Linked DNA regions of Mus musculus: region 2 is linked to region 1. Evidence: chromatin contacts called from public HiChIP or PLAC-seq data. All regions are on one chromosome and are shown on one strand. The core of a region is the stretch at or near the end of the contact, and the rest is flanking DNA. Distances in the headings are between cores, read along the strand shown. Region 1 holds the start of Arid5b (AT rich interactive domain 5B (MRF1-like)). Region 2 holds the start of Tfam (transcription factor A, mitochondrial).

Region 1 (7,379 bases), core at 1,274-3,773:
GCTCTTTTCTGGATATTTAATCCTTCCCTTCTCCAGATCACAGGCCATGTTGAAGTAATAAATTTGAAAAGCAAATAATAAGAAATCAGGAAGGGGGAGGGAGAGAAGGAAGACAGCTGCGCAGCAAAGTTGGGTCGGGGGAGGGGCTTGAGCCCAGGGGGGTGGGGAGGAAGGCGCTCAACCTGTTGGTGGGCTGCAGGGGTCCCACTCTGCATCCACACACCACCTTAGTCAGGCTGCAGGCGGAGCCCGGAAAGCCGAATGCTTACACCCTAGGCTTTTCGGGGAGGGCGGGGGAGGGGTGTGTGCCGGGAGGAGGGCGGAGCTTATTTCCGAAAAGGCAGATTCCTGGGCCGAGGTTCTGACGAACTCCCTTAATTAACCAGCCGCGGACCACTGAGGGGTAATTCGATCCGGGGGAGAGGGAGTGAGCTAGCAAGGCCAAAAGTGCAATCAACTCCATCAGCTCCAGGAATTTCTGCCTGGGCTGGCAGCTCCAGGGCCCCGGAGGAGTTCAGCACCGAACCATTCATTTAACAACAGACCTACCTCGAAAGCTCGCGAGCCTGGCGCCGAGCTAGCTGCCCTCAAAAGTCTCAGTCTGATCACCCTGCTCTGTCTCGGGAGACACAAAGCCTGGCCAGGGGGCCGTGCGCCCTCCCTCCCACCGCGCCCTGGGCGCAGACTCCCCAAAATAGTTCCCGTGTGTGTGTGTGTGTGTGTGTGTGTGTGTGTGTGTGTGTGTGTGTGTGTGTGAGTGTGTGTGTGTAGGGGGGTAACGATCACTCCACCAAGCTCGGCCCTCGGACCCGGGGAGCCCATAGAGGTGCGGTCACACCCGCAGTGACAGAGCCCGAGGGAGGTGGCCTGGTGGCGGCGCCGCAGGGTCCTCCCCGCGTCCATCCCGCGCACAGACTCGCACCTCACCGCAGAGGCCCCTGCACCCAGCCCCACACCCTACTGGAAGACGTCCACTTCGCGTGGAGTCACTGGAAACCAGAACATCAAATGGCTCCGGGAGGAGGGGGAGTGGGCGCGAGATAGTTCTTAATGCCGAACGTGTTTGTGCCGGTTACACGACCGCTTTGAAATCCGCCCGGGCAGATGCGCAAGTTATTTGAATGTATTATCCCAGTACCTGTCATTTATCACTTCAGTCAACACGCCTTTGCCAACTCAATTGCTTTTGATCTCATTCTGCCTCCGTTTCGTAATTTCCGCCCTCTTAAACATATCAAATACTTAAAAGAAAAAAAAAAAACGTGAACAATATCAAAACCCACTAAAAGAAAGCTACCCAGCCCAGGAGCCAGGCATGAAGTAAAAAAATTAAAAAAATTAAAAAGCAAAAAATATGTACATTAAAATATGTATATTAAAGCATGAGATATTAATCTTCAAGAAGAGGTAGCTAAACGAACACACACACACACACACACACACACACACACACACACACACACACCCTGGAACAAAACCCTTCTTGACAAGTTATTTGATCTTGACTAAAATCAGCAGTTGGACGGTCTTTGTAAAGCTGACAGCCAAACTCTGACAATGGTAAAATACTCCAGCCCCAGTTAGTGGCGCTACCCCTTTAAAAAACGAGCGGATCCTGCTCACCGCAGAACTGAATACAGTATTTTCAAGCTTGCCTTATAATACGCATTACTGGAGGGGGGGGGTAGATAATAAAGAAGGAAGAGAGGGAGAGATAGGTTTACCACCTCGCCATGGTCGCTATTTCTGCCCTGGGGAGTGTCTTCGGGGAGGAAATAAAGTTTCGAGCTGGATAAAAGTTGCCGGCTGGTCCTTTCTTCCCACAACAGCTGGAGCTCCGCTATGCAAATCGGATCCTTTGGCGTACATCTTACAAAGAAAAAGTCGCCAAGGGACAAGATTCTTGGTTTGCCTTCAAGGTGGAATTGAAAAGCCTTATAAAAAATATAAGGTCCGTGCAAGCCACACGGTGAGCCGACCCACTGCAGGAGGGGGAGAGAGAGGGAGAGAGAGAGAGAGAAAAAAAAAAGCACCACGTAAATAATGTAGCCATCAAGCACAAATATCTATTCCCAGGCACATTAACACACAAGACTCTCAATACAGACCGGCCCACAGATAGAACGCTGGGTGAAAAAATATTACAAAACCCACTAATTTTCTGCCTCCCTTAAAAAAAAAAAAAGAAAGAAAGAAAAAGAAAAGAAAAGAAAGAAAGAAAGAAAAGAAAAGAAAAAAAAAGCCCTCCGGGTCCCCACCACCCCTCCCCAGTTCCCCATATGAGGCGATAAAATTACATTATGTAGGTATGATCAGCGCAGGGATTTTTAAAAAAAACAATAAAAATGATTTTGGGGGGATGCAGAGGGTAAAAGTTTGGTAAAAAGTTTGTGGGGGGTGTGAGGGGGTGTGAGGGGGTGGGTGAGCTGGGGGGCTGGGGGGTGCCGGGGGGCGCCGGGACCGCAGGAGCGGAGGAGAGCGAAATACCTGGAGTGAGTTGGGCTCCATCTCGACGTTCTGAATTGATTGAACTCAACATTCTCTCCAAACTTGTTGGCTTGAATGGATTGCATCAGGTCCTGGCAGGGGAAAGCATTCTCTGCTTGCAGCCGGCGTGATGTCTCAATATAAAACTAAGCTCTAGCCTCCCCCTCAGCACCAAAATGATTGAAAATATATCCTAATATTTCCTCGAAGACTCAATTTTCATCTCCTGTAAAAAAGATGTGGGTTTGCTGCCAAAGATGGGTTGATCAAATTCGAAATAGGGAGAAGGGCTAAGTCCGACCTCGGCGGGAAGAGAATGGATCAAGGCAAAAAGCAGACAGGAAGATGTAAAAAAAAATTGAAACCCATCCTAAAACCAAGTAATGAGGGTATCTTTCTCTTCTCAGTTCCTCGTGTCTGTGGGTAACGTCGGTTGAGATTTTTGGAGCAGACCAAGTCTCTCGAGCTGCGTTGTGCATCTGACAGGACCTGCTTGTATATGTCTAATATAAAGAACATTTCCTGCAGAGATTCCGGGGCGCCGCTCCTCTTTCTAATGCTCCTTAGCAGATTTGCTGTTATTAGACATGTAGATTTGTTTGATAGTTAAATTACGTTTCCTCACTGCCATGTTTGAGAGAACTAATCTGTTAAATTATCTTCTGATGCCTATTTACACGGAAGGGAAAAGTGGGTTATCGATTATATAAACATATAAATATTAATGCATTTGTTCGCTTCGCAAAAAAAAAATACTCAGCAGGGGGGAAAAAAAGGAAGAAGAAGAGCAGAAAGACAAGTGAGCAGTACACACACGTCTCGTGATTTTGCAACAATATTGAACGGACAGCAACTACATTTAGGGAGAGGAACAATAAACCATGCATGATAAATCAATACATGCGAGCCGCGAGTCTGCTCGGAATATGAATTCGGGCTCTGGGTTCTGCGTGTGCATTCTTTAATTTTGAAGTATATACACTCGTACGTGTTTACAATGCTGATGGACGCCAAGGGCTCTCTCAAATGATAATGTGTTTATATAACCCGGCGCTACAGGAATAATATACCGACTTCTACCCCACCCCCAATCCTTCCCGTGCCCCCCTCCTCCCAAAAGGGAGGGGGAGCTTTCTCGGTAATAGTTTGAAACTGAAAAAAATAATCCATTTGCAAACTAGTTAAATACCATCAGAAATTAAGCTGTTGGAAACGGAGGTGGGGGGTGGTTAACACAACGTAAGACAATAAAGGTTTTAAATGTGTATATTTATTGTTCTGGAGCCCTGGAGCATTGCGCGGTTTGCATGCACGGCTATTATGCAAACAGAGAAACTTAAGAGCCACAGAACAAGGAACAGGCAGGGACTGCAAAACCCTCGCTCGCTGCGACCCAGCTGCCGGTCCTCCGCCTGGCTCGCTTGCATTTTCGCAGCATTGATGTAAAATGGTGTACTCGCTTCCTCCACCCCTTCCCGGCTCTCCTCCCACTCTTTCCAGCACCCCTCCCCAACCCCCCAGCGATTTTATTATATTGGCACCAATCTTTCCAGAGTGGGTCTGGCAGGCTAAAAAAGTAAACATGTACTATATGGGGGATAAGGTTTGTATAGTACGACAGTTGAAACTCGATCCGCGATAAAATTACAGGATGTTGAAATTACTAGCAAGCTATTTTTAACGCTTTCGCAACGTTTCACCTCTACCCGCAGCATCGAGTTGAGACAGGATTACTTTAATGAAAATTATATTCACATGGCTGAAGTTAATACACCCAGCAGAGCACAAACGCCTCATCTTCGGTGATCTGGCGGTGGAAGGACCCTCTGTGTGTGTTTTGACGCTTTTTTTCCATAACGTCTGCCTCCGCTGCAGTAAGAATTAGGGCGCTTAACATTATCTAAAACACATTTTTTTGATTCAGAACATGGAGAAGTCATAAAAAAGGCAAGATGTATCTTGTTTCTATATACACAGAGATAAACGAAAGAAAATGGCAGATCCTCCAATTACAATAAGTAATAAAAGCCCATGCCAAAAAGCCCGTATTCTGGAAGCTGTCGAAAAGCTATTTTAATAATTTAAAGTAATATTCCAACTCTGCACCGTGGGGGAGGACAGTGTACCAATTTACAGTCTTCCATCTTTTGCATTAGCCAAATTATGACCTGCACATCACTCCTTAATTATCTTCCTTGAAATTTCATCTGATCTTACCATTTCATAAACATGGGTTAGAGAGAGAAATTACAGCCCTTTCGCCCTCTCTTTTTAACTTTATGGTGCACGCTGCAGACGTTTGATTAGAATAACCCATTTTGTTCATTTTTAACATATGAATGGATTTGACTGAAGGGCATTTTACATATTTAAAAAAAATATTCATGAGCTGCCTCGGGCTTCTGGTAGCCTCTGTCCTGTTAGTGTAAATATATACATTCAATTCAAAAGATGATATATTAAAAAAACTTGAGTTGCTGTATTTTGACAAGATTTTTCTTTGAGATCATCTATGAGTCAGTTTCCTGCCTGACCAAGGCGGCTGCATTTATGCAGGAAACCTCGACACAGTGCCTGAGGGCATCCCTGGATTGTGTATTAAACCTCTCTTAAAAAACACACAGCTTTCCACAGCATTTGAGCAACTTGGGTAGTCTTTAAGTGTCTGTAAATGACTTCACCTAATTAGAACCCTTCTTCTATGTCTCTTGAAGGTAGGCACTACACTAGGCTGCGCTGCTTTAATCTCCCTGATAAGGTCTTCCAAACCCAGCTCTGAATATTTCTGAATATTTGCATTTTTATAATCAGATCCCTGCTAAACCTTCAAACTGAATTTCTCCCCCTCTTCCTCCAGTACCTCGAACCCCACTCCCATGAACATCATAAATCTACTAAATCAATGGCCTATCCGATACTGAGAAAGGCCTTTAAAATCACAGATCACTGTGTTAGTGCCCCCCCCACCTCAAAAAAAATCTGTTCTTACCTCTTTAATGTGATGTTTGATAGACACCTGTAAATTATCTGTGTAGCAACTATCCATACAAAGAAAGTTTCAATTAAGATAAGGAGATTGTATTGAAACAGTTCTTTGAAGTAATGTAGTTAATAGCCTGTTTGATTTCTGCTTGTGAGAGAGTAATAACGTGGATTCAGGCTCCATCAATCACAGAGCAGATGTAAGACTTGAGACACCGACACCCAGGGGAATAGAGGCAAACTCCAGCAGCGCAGGGTCCCTGGGCTAATGTAAAGTAAATACTCATAAACAGATTGAATGCTGTAAGAAGACAATCCATTCAAGACAGTTATAATCATGAAAGCAACTGCTCTATTTATCTATAAAAAGGCTTGTAGTGGGGACTGACTGGGTCTGAGAAGAGGAGGAGGAGGGTAGAGCAGTGTATGTTTACACGAACCAATATTTCTTTTTTTCCCTTGTACTGAAACTCAGTAACCTCCACCCACACATGTATATTCCTGCTGCCTTATGAGCTCCCAATTGAACTGTTACCTAATATATTTAAAAGGTTTAAAAATTAGTATACACACACACACACACACACACACACACACCCTGGGCCTCAAGGGGCTTGGGGGTGGGGTGGGGGAGACACATTATTCGGTGTGTGTGAATCGTTCCATAAAGGATCAGGAGGATTAAGTTAGCTGCAAAACCCAGCAGTGACATAATTAGGCAGCTCGGGCTATAATAAACAGGATCATAAAAAAAAAAAGTACAGTTTGAAGAAAGAAGGCGTCCATTTCGAAACCTCCCATCTCTCCACTCACCTCAGGGCCTCCCCTCCCCTCTTCCCCCCCCACCAAAAAATTGCAAAAGGCAACTGAAGCATTTTTTGACCTTGGCTACAATAATACTTCATGTTTTAGCACTTTAGTCAGCATTTTATCTACTAATTGCTACACACTACCGCGTGTGGCTCAAATCTGCCACTGCAGCTTGCTTTCATTGGTGAGCGAATTGCTTGATAAAAACTGGGAACTCAACCTGGCTATTTCCTTTCTGGCTCCCCCTCCGCGCCCCCACCTCCTCCATTTTTTTTTTTTTTTCTTCTCGCGCTCTCTCTCTCTTACAGCTAGACGACACTATTTTTTAGAAACCTCCCACGCTGATGAAAACAGGGGCGGTGAATGGAACCCCAATGACCTTCCACAGGGCAGGGGGTGGGCGAAAGAGGAGTGTGGGGAGCACTGGGAAAGGGGTGGGGAGCGGGGCAAAACAGGGAGGTGGATCTCGGCCTGCTGATGCCAGGTCACTCAGAAAGCCCAGACCTTGGCTAGTGAGTGTTGGGCAGGGTGACCAGTCAGAGGGGTTCCAGCTGCCCACCTGGGGTTCTCCCCTCACTTGATTAGCCAAGAAGTGGGGATCCAGAGGTAACCCCTAGACAGTGTGGACTGAGTCGTGACTTTAAAAGTCAGCCCGGTGTGATGGTCAGCCACCGCCTGGCCCATCCCCCTGCTAGGCTGGCGCCACGGCGAGCCAGGGCTGGTTGGCGACCGTCAGAAGGCAGCCTCCAGCAGAGCGGGCTCGCCGGGCTGTGCAACAAGTCTACAGTTAGGATGATAAACAGGGTTATACGGGTCAGTGCTTTCCCGGAGACCTCTAGTGGTCAAAGGTTGAGCTACACCTTAAATGTGGGATTCCTGGCTGCAGCAGCGGTCTTCAGGGCTGGGGTGGGCGTGGGATACTAGCCCTGAACCAGGCTGTGGAGACGTTTCTAAATGGATTTCGAATGGGATGCAGGAATGACGTGGGAAACTTGGAGAAAGGCATCCTTGCGCAAAGGTCGCATGATGGTCTTTGTGGACAGGGAAAGCCCCAAGGCCCCTTCTTACCTCGGATGAGTCGCATATTTTCAGCGAGCAAA
Region 2 (7,775 bases), core at 1,632-4,131, 3.0 Mb after region 1:
TGCTTGCTAATAATCAAGATGCGAGGACAGCAACTGGCCTTCATTCCTGACCACTGTCAACCACTCACCTGCACTCTGCCCATCCAAATCATCACTTACGAAACAAAAAGGAGAGATTACCTGTGTGGACAGGACCGCTAAGAGGGGAGGTGATACTGAGAAGATGGCTCAGTGAGTAAAGGCCTGCGAATGCTCAGGGTCTAAGACCCTCATAATGGGGGGCGGGGAGGGGCAGACACGGGTGGGCCCCTGGAGCTTGCTGGCCAATCAGCCCACTCAGCTAGCAAGCTATGAGCACATGCAGAAACCCTGCCTGTCCACTGAGCAAACACACACCCTATCTACACAACTGTCAGGAAGCTGACAACAGGAACGCTTACCTTTTTTTCTGCTTCTGGTAGCTCCCTCCACAGGGCTGCAATTTTCCTAACCAATTCTGAAAGTTTTGCATCTACAAATAGAATGGATTAAAAATGGATGTCTCAATTTTATTTCTTAGAGGTTAACTTCTACAACCTTTTGAAAATAGCCTAGTGGCTCTAAAGGCAGACTAATTACATGCATCTCTACACCATACAAATATAATTTTATCAGGAAATGCTAGAAAACTGATATTAGCTTTAAGGAGTATGTTGTAGATTACCAAAACCAGTCCTTGGAAACCCACTGCTAGAGTAAAATAAGCACTTGGGGAAGCACCTGCTTCAAGTTCAGGATGTCTGCATTTTAATTCAAATATTCTGTCATGTCTTTACTGTTAGTAAAACCCAAACAAACCACAAACATGTGCTGCTCACACAATAGCACTTCGCACTCCAATTACAGAAGTACCATTCAGATATAACACTGCTGTAAAAAATAATCCACCCATCTCCATTTCTCCCTCATTCTTAACTGAGGATACAGCTGCTTCATCAACCATGTGTTAGTGCCAAGTCTTCCATTTGAGAAGACAGGGGAATTCCTATAAGCATGTCTCTTCATCTCCTATCTACAAGGTAAGAATTTCAGTCTGATTTCCACTAGCATCCTTCGAGGTACTGGAAGTAAAAGAACTTTGGAAATCCTAAGGACTGACTTATTAATCAGCTACTACCTTTACACCGTATAATCAAATGAAGGCCCTACAACCCTTTCTTAGGCTTCCTGGAAAACTTTTCTAGTTGTAGATCTTTTTCCCACCTTCAGGAGCTTAGATAATTTCCAGTTAAGTTAATGATTTATACAGACCATTATTGTATTATATAGAACACTTCCCGATAAGTTATTTTATTGCACCTTAGACATTACAAACAAGCAACTGCCCAGGACAACTAGGCCTCAACTTTATCTCTTTTCTCTACAGTGCTCTTCACTCTACATGCTTTTGGTTTTTTGGTTTTTTTGGTTTTTTTTTTTAAGATTTACTCATTTTATGTATATGAGTACACAGTGGCCGTCTCCAGACACACCAGAAGAGGGCATAGGATCCCATTACAGATGGTTGTGAGCCACCATGTGGTTGCTGGGAACTGAACTCAGGACCTCTGGAAGAGTCAGTGCTCTTATCCACTGAGCCATCTCTCCTGCCCTCTACATCTTATTTTAAAACTATTTTTCTCATTTATATTTAAAGAACTTCTATTAGTTAAAAAAAAACTTATACAGACTACCAAAGAAAATGACTGTACTAGATGCTCTGGTAATGCAAATCAAAGATTGCAATTAAAAAAAAAATCATATCAGAGAAGATCATAAGCCCCAAACTCCTTACCTGGGTGTTTAGCTTTAAATTTGGGTAGCTGTTCTGTGGAAAATCGAAGGTATGAACTCATAGGTTTCTTTGGATAGCTACCCATGCTGGAAAAACACTTCGGAATACAGACAAGACTACACACAAGTAAAAAGAACGGAATGTCAGATACGTGTAACAGTCATACACAGATCTCAGATTCTAAGTACAAAGTCAGCCAAGGTGCTGTACATCCAACACCTCCACCTAAAATGCTAATAACTAGCCCAGCAGTTGTGGCACAGGCCTTTAATCCCAACATTCTAGTGGCAGAGCAGGTGGATCTCTGTTAAGTCAATGACAGCCTAGTCTACAAAAGGAGTTCTAGGACAGCCAGGGCTATGCAGAGAGACCCAATCTTTTAAATTAAAAAAAAAAAAAAAGTCAACCAATCAACCAAAAAAATATATAATCGTAATAACCTTTGAGTGCATTTCCCTTCCCTCTGCTGTGCTAAGAATTCAATTAAACGCAAGGGGCTTCAGCTGTATAAGCTCCATAACCGACTTACTTTAACAACCTACCCTAAGCAAAAAAATAAAAGAGGTTGCAGGGCTGAGGCTTGCAAACAGGGCAGGTTTGGGTGACCTAGCCAAACCAAAGAGGGGTGAAGCAAGTCCTAGCATCATGGGTGACCTAGCCAAACCAAAGAGGGGCCTGCAGGGCTAAAACAAGTCGTGGCATCCTGGGTGACCTCCTGGCAGCGTCCGGGCGAGCGTTCCGCGCCACAACTTCAGGGCCCGCCTCCAAGGCAGAAGGAGAGCGCCCTAGGCGCCGAAAGGTAGAAGGTGACAGGAAGTGGGGTCGGGTACCAAAAGGCGCGAGACCCCAGGCGGCCCGGAGGACGAGGGTGGGACGAGGGCAGACGGACGCCTGAACGAACGGCGTCCCTCGCCCGCGGCCTACCTGATAGACGAGGGGATGCGACCCCCGCAGCCCGCGCACATCTCGACCCCCGTGCGCCCCAGTGCTTTTAGCACGCTCCACATTCCCCGGAACAGCGCCATCGCTCGGGCCGACGAATGATGGCCCGGCGCCGTCCGGTTCGTCTCACGCAATACGGTGCCTATGGACTGCCACACTACCAGCGTGGGAACTCCGGGGGCTTGTTATCATGCCCGCCGCGCGCGGGGTACTGTGGGAAGCCCGGACTTCCGGTCCGCGGCAGGAGGCGGGGAGGACAGGAGGTGCTGTGCGTCCCCCACCGCTCAGTGGGCGGGGCCGGGCCGAGGAGGGGGCGGAGCCTGAGGCTAGGGAGGGTGGGCCTGGTCTAAGGTGGGTGTTGCTGAGCGGCGGCTTACCCCCAGGCCCCTGCCATGTGTTCTCCTGGGCTGCCTGCGTGCTGTTGCTGGACCATGGGCCTGGGCTGCCTACTGAGCTTCGTGACGCTGGTGCTGCGGCTTGTGTCACAGTGCCTGGCTACTGAAGTTAGAGATCCGTGGTACTGCTGATGCCCCAACAGCAAACTGCATGTTTCATGAGTCCGCAGGAAAGCCCACAAGGCTACTGGAGGGGTGGAAGAGAGGGAGGAGTGGTCTTGAAATGGATCGCCTTATTTATCTTCTCTTTAACAATTAATAGAAAGGAATGAGGGTTCCCAAGATGGCCCAGAGCCTGGCAAGCTGAGTTCTATCCCCAAGACCTACATGATTAAAAGAGAGAACCAACTCAAACAAGTTGCCCTCTGACTTTGACATACACACACACACAAACATGTACACAAAAGGAAATGTGTCACGAAAAAAAAATTAATAAACTGAACCCAGCTTGATGGTGCAGGCCTGTAATCCCAGCCCTTGGGAGGCGGAGGCAGGCATTCAAATTCATCCCCTGCTACATAGCAAGTTCAAAACTACATGAGACCCTGCCTCAAAACAAAAACCCAAACAACTAGCCCTCATAATAGCAACAAAGCAAGAATATTCTTCACTTGATCTTCTCCAAAAGGCTGAGAAGCGATAGCAAAAATATTCTTATATTAATACCTGAGCAGGGCATGCCAGAGCCCTGAATATTGTTTCCCACTTTGCAGATCACGTGGACTAGATGAGCTTAGCCAGCCAAACCACTGAAATTGTGGGACCAGGATGGACTTGAGGTAGTGTACAGTTTGTGTCCTACAAAAAACTCAATTTTTGTTTGTTTGGTTGGTTTTTTTTTTTTTTTTAATTCAATGGCATGGAAAAGATTAGGAAGATCTAAAAATGGTCAAGGGCTTCAATCTGTTAAAATATGTTGCTTAAGGTCTGGGAATGTGGCTTAACTGGTAGGGATGCCTGCCAGGATGCACAGAAAGCCGTTGGCTTAGATCCCCCCCATAAGCCAGGATCCTCACATAGAGCAGGCATGGTGTCTTAAGCCTCTAGTTCCAGAACTTGGGAAGCTGAGGCAGGACCACAAGTGCAGGGTTATCCTTGCCTACAAAGTAAATTCCAGGTCAGTCAGGCTAGAGACTTTGTTTCAAAGGTAAAATAAATAAATAACATTTAAAAATAACTATGTCATCCATCAGGCTCAGAGGTGAATGCTTTCACTCCAATCACTCTGGAGGTAAGAAGTGGGTAGAGATCTGTGATTGAGAGTTTGCTCTATATACAAGTTCCAGGTCGGCCAGAGTTAGCATGGTGAGAATATACCTAACAACAACAGCCTCTTCTGCTGCCTACCTGTACTTTTTTTTTTTTCTGAAAAGAAAGCAAAATCTTACTAGTGTAACACTGAGCTGAGAGTCTACTTCCTTTCTGCAGCTTTAAAACATTGTCTCCTTCAAGAGACAGAGGACCACACCCACTCCTCTAAACCCACTCCTTCTAAGCCCAGTTTACCATCACTTCCGGTTTCATTTCATTCTCTCTTGAGGGTAAAGGGGACTTCCAGCTCGTCCTTTCAAACCTCCTGTCACAACAGCAACAAGATCCTTTGTGTTTGGTTTGCCCTTGGAGTGTATCCAAACAGATGTAAAAACACATTTTCCTGTAAGTCCAGGCACCGAGCAATTAGAAATTATAGCGTCTTCCTAAAATGGAAGTCTGCATAAGACATAATTTCTCCTTAACCCCCTGTCGAGAGATTTCTAAAATAATTTGCCATTATAAATCAAGTAGAATATATCCTTGTAATGTTTTTATTGTAGATGCATTCTTTAACTGTCTGCATTTGCAGCTACTAAATAAATAAATAAGTAAGTAAATAAATAAATAAATAAATAAATAAATAAAGCTTAGCACAACACAGCCTTTCCCCAGATTCTGTCCTCTATGCCCATAATTCTGTCTGTCATAGCCTCATGGCTTATGTATTCTATGTAACCCAGATCTCTCATTTCATCTCCAGACCCCACTGAGTGCCAATGCTGCATGGTCCCTGTATTTTAATACGGATCACAATCCTTTTAGAGTCGTTGCCTTAGGACATCTCTACCATGATGTCTTACTGAAACCCAAGTTTTAAAATTCTGTGAACAAAAGTAATGGTTTTTGCACTCTATTGATGTTTCCTACTTCCCTCATCCAAGTCAATAAATTCCTGTTCATTGTAGAATCTCCTTATTGATACGCCACTCGATAACCCACTGCTGAGGAGGAATGCTGCTGAGGAGGGATGGATGCTGCTGAGGAGGGATAGATGCAGCTGAGGAGGAATGCTGCTGAGGAGGGATGGGTGCTGCTGAGGAGGGATAGATGCAGCTGAGGAGGGATGGATGCAACTGAGGAGGGATGGATGCTGCTGAGGAGGGATGGATGCAGCTGAGGAGGGATGGATGCTGCTGAGGAGGGATGGATGCTGCTGAGGAGGGATGGATGCTGCTGAGGAGGATAGATGGATGATGATGAGGAATGGGTGCTGCTGAGGAGGGATGGATGCTGCTGAGGAGGATGGATGGATGATGATGAGGAATGGGTGCTGCTGAGGAGGAATGGGTGCTGCTGAGGAGGGATGGATGCTGCTGAGGAGGGATGGGTGGATGATGATGAGGGATGGGTGCTGCTGAGGAGAGATGGATGCTGCTGAGGAGGGATGGATGATGCTGAAGAGGGATGGATGATACTGAGGAGAGATGGGTGCTGCTGAGGAGTGATGGATGCTGCTGAGGAGGGATGGATGCTGCTGAGGAGGGATGGATGCTGCTGAGGAGGGATGGATGGATGATGATGAGGGATGGTGCTGCTGAGGAGAGATGGATGCTGCTGAGGAGGGATGGATGATACTGAGGAGAGATGGATGCTGCTGAGGAGTGATGGATGCTGCTGAGGAGGGATGGATGCTGCTGAGGAGGGATGGATGGATGATGATGAGGGATGGGTGCTGCTGAGGAGAGATGGATGCTGCTGAGGAGTGATGGATGGATGATGATGAGGGATGGATGGATGATGATGAGGGATGGGTGCTGCTGAGGAGGGATGGATGATACTGAGGAGGGATGGATGATACTGAGGAGATGGATGATGCTAAGGAAGATGGATGGATGATGATGATGTGGATGGATGCTGCTGAGGAGGGATGGATGATGATGAGGAATGGGTGCTGCTGAGGAGAGATGGATGCTGCTGAGGAGGGATGGGTGCTGCTGAGGAGGGATGGATGATACTGAGGAGAGATGGATGCTGCTGAGGAGGGATGGGTGCTGCTGAGGAGGGTTGGATGCTGCTAAGGAGAATGGATGGATGATGATGATAATGAGGGGTGGATGCTGCTGAGGAGGGACAGATGAGGAGGAGGATGGATGGATGCTGCTGAGGTCGGGTGGATCTACCTTCCAGTATACATCCTCATTGATGTTATAGCCAGAAACATCCTGGAAAATCACTTATTCCCAAGTGGTAAAAAATGCACTCAGTTTCTCAGGGCGGGCCTGAGGTTAAATACCTTTTGCAGGGAGGATTGTCTCGGAAGGGGAGTTTATTGGCTAAGCCTCCAGGCCTTTAGGTACCTCATTAAATTAGAGATCTGTCTTTGTAGAAATAGAAAAGAAGGACCAGAAAGTGAGTCCATGGAGTTATGGAGATGGCTCAGTAAGCACTGTGGGGAATGGGACTCTGCACAGACAGGATGCTCTCCAGGTGAGCTGAGGTCTGAACCCCAAAAGGTAATAATTCACCTTCATGACATGGTAGGTGTTCCCTCATGCTCCTGGAACTCTGGCTCCTGCCTAAGTTACCGCCCCCCACAGCACCCACAAGAGAAGCATGGCTAGAAGTCACATAGACAATGACCCAAGCTTCTGACCTTCAGGCTAAACTCCTCCCCCAGCTACCCAACAACAGTAAAGACCATAAAAACGGCTGTTCAGCCCCTGCTTGCTCTCTTACTTCTCACTCTCTTATCTCTTACCCCTCACTCTCACCCCCTCTCTCCTCTCTCTTTGTCTTCTCTCCTCTCTGTCTTCTCCTCTCCTCTCTCCCTCTTACTCTCTCTTTCTCTCTAGCCTAACCCCCCACCACCTCTCTTTCTACCTTCTCTCTTCACCCCTGCCTTTCTATAATAAAGCTTAAAAACCATAGAGAGTCTCTGCTCCAGTCAAGATCCGCTGCACTCACTCTCACCGGTGTTGGGAACCTCTCTTCCCTCATCCCTCTCTCCCATAACCCTGGTGGCTTTAGCAAAGTAGCTCTGGTGCTCCCAGGTAGGGCTGCCCCTTTGCCACCCACCGAAGAGTAGGTCAGAGGACTTAGATGCCCACCCGGGGATGCGTGGAAGGTAGATAGCAGCCTTCCCACACCTGACTGACCAGAGAATAGGTGGAACTCTGGCGGGGTGTGGGTCTTCCCCTTCCCCCTCTTCCCCTGCCCCCCCCTTTTTAGTTTCCAACAAAGCACCTACCTCACAAGCATGAGGGACCTGATTGGATCCCTAGCATCCCTAGGTGAAAAAAACCAGTCATGGCAACATGATCATATAACCCCAGAGCTGGGGAGGTGGAAGCAGAAATCCCCGTGGCTTGCTGGCCAGCCAGTCCAGCCAAAGTAATGAGCTCCAGGCTCAATGTGAGAGAGATACAAATGAG

Evidence for each region. HiChIP or PLAC-seq counts read pairs in DNA pulled down with a chosen protein or histone mark.
Region 2: an H3K27ac HiChIP or PLAC-seq map of large pre-B cells shows a contact between it and region 1, with 3 times the contacts expected there. The contact joins the promoter of Tfam here to the promoter of Arid5b in region 1. A contact is called at or near these places in 1 of 39 promoter capture datasets (embryonic stem cells) and 1 of 115 datasets of contacts at active chromatin or transcription factors (large pre-B cells).

The regions. Positions count from the first base shown.
Region 1 is chr10:68,276,203-68,283,581 of GRCm38.p6, forward strand. Arid5b (AT rich interactive domain 5B (MRF1-like)) reads right to left here and starts at 2,524. Exons shown (of 10, transcript NM_023598.2): 1 at 2,488-2,524; 2 at 1,728-1,982. The coding sequence starts at 2,508.
Region 2 is chr10:71,235,163-71,242,937 of GRCm38.p6, forward strand. Tfam (transcription factor A, mitochondrial) reads right to left here and starts at 2,882. Exons shown (of 7, transcript NM_009360.4): 1 at 2,678-2,882; 2 at 1,754-1,869; 3 at 381-451. The coding sequence starts at 2,778.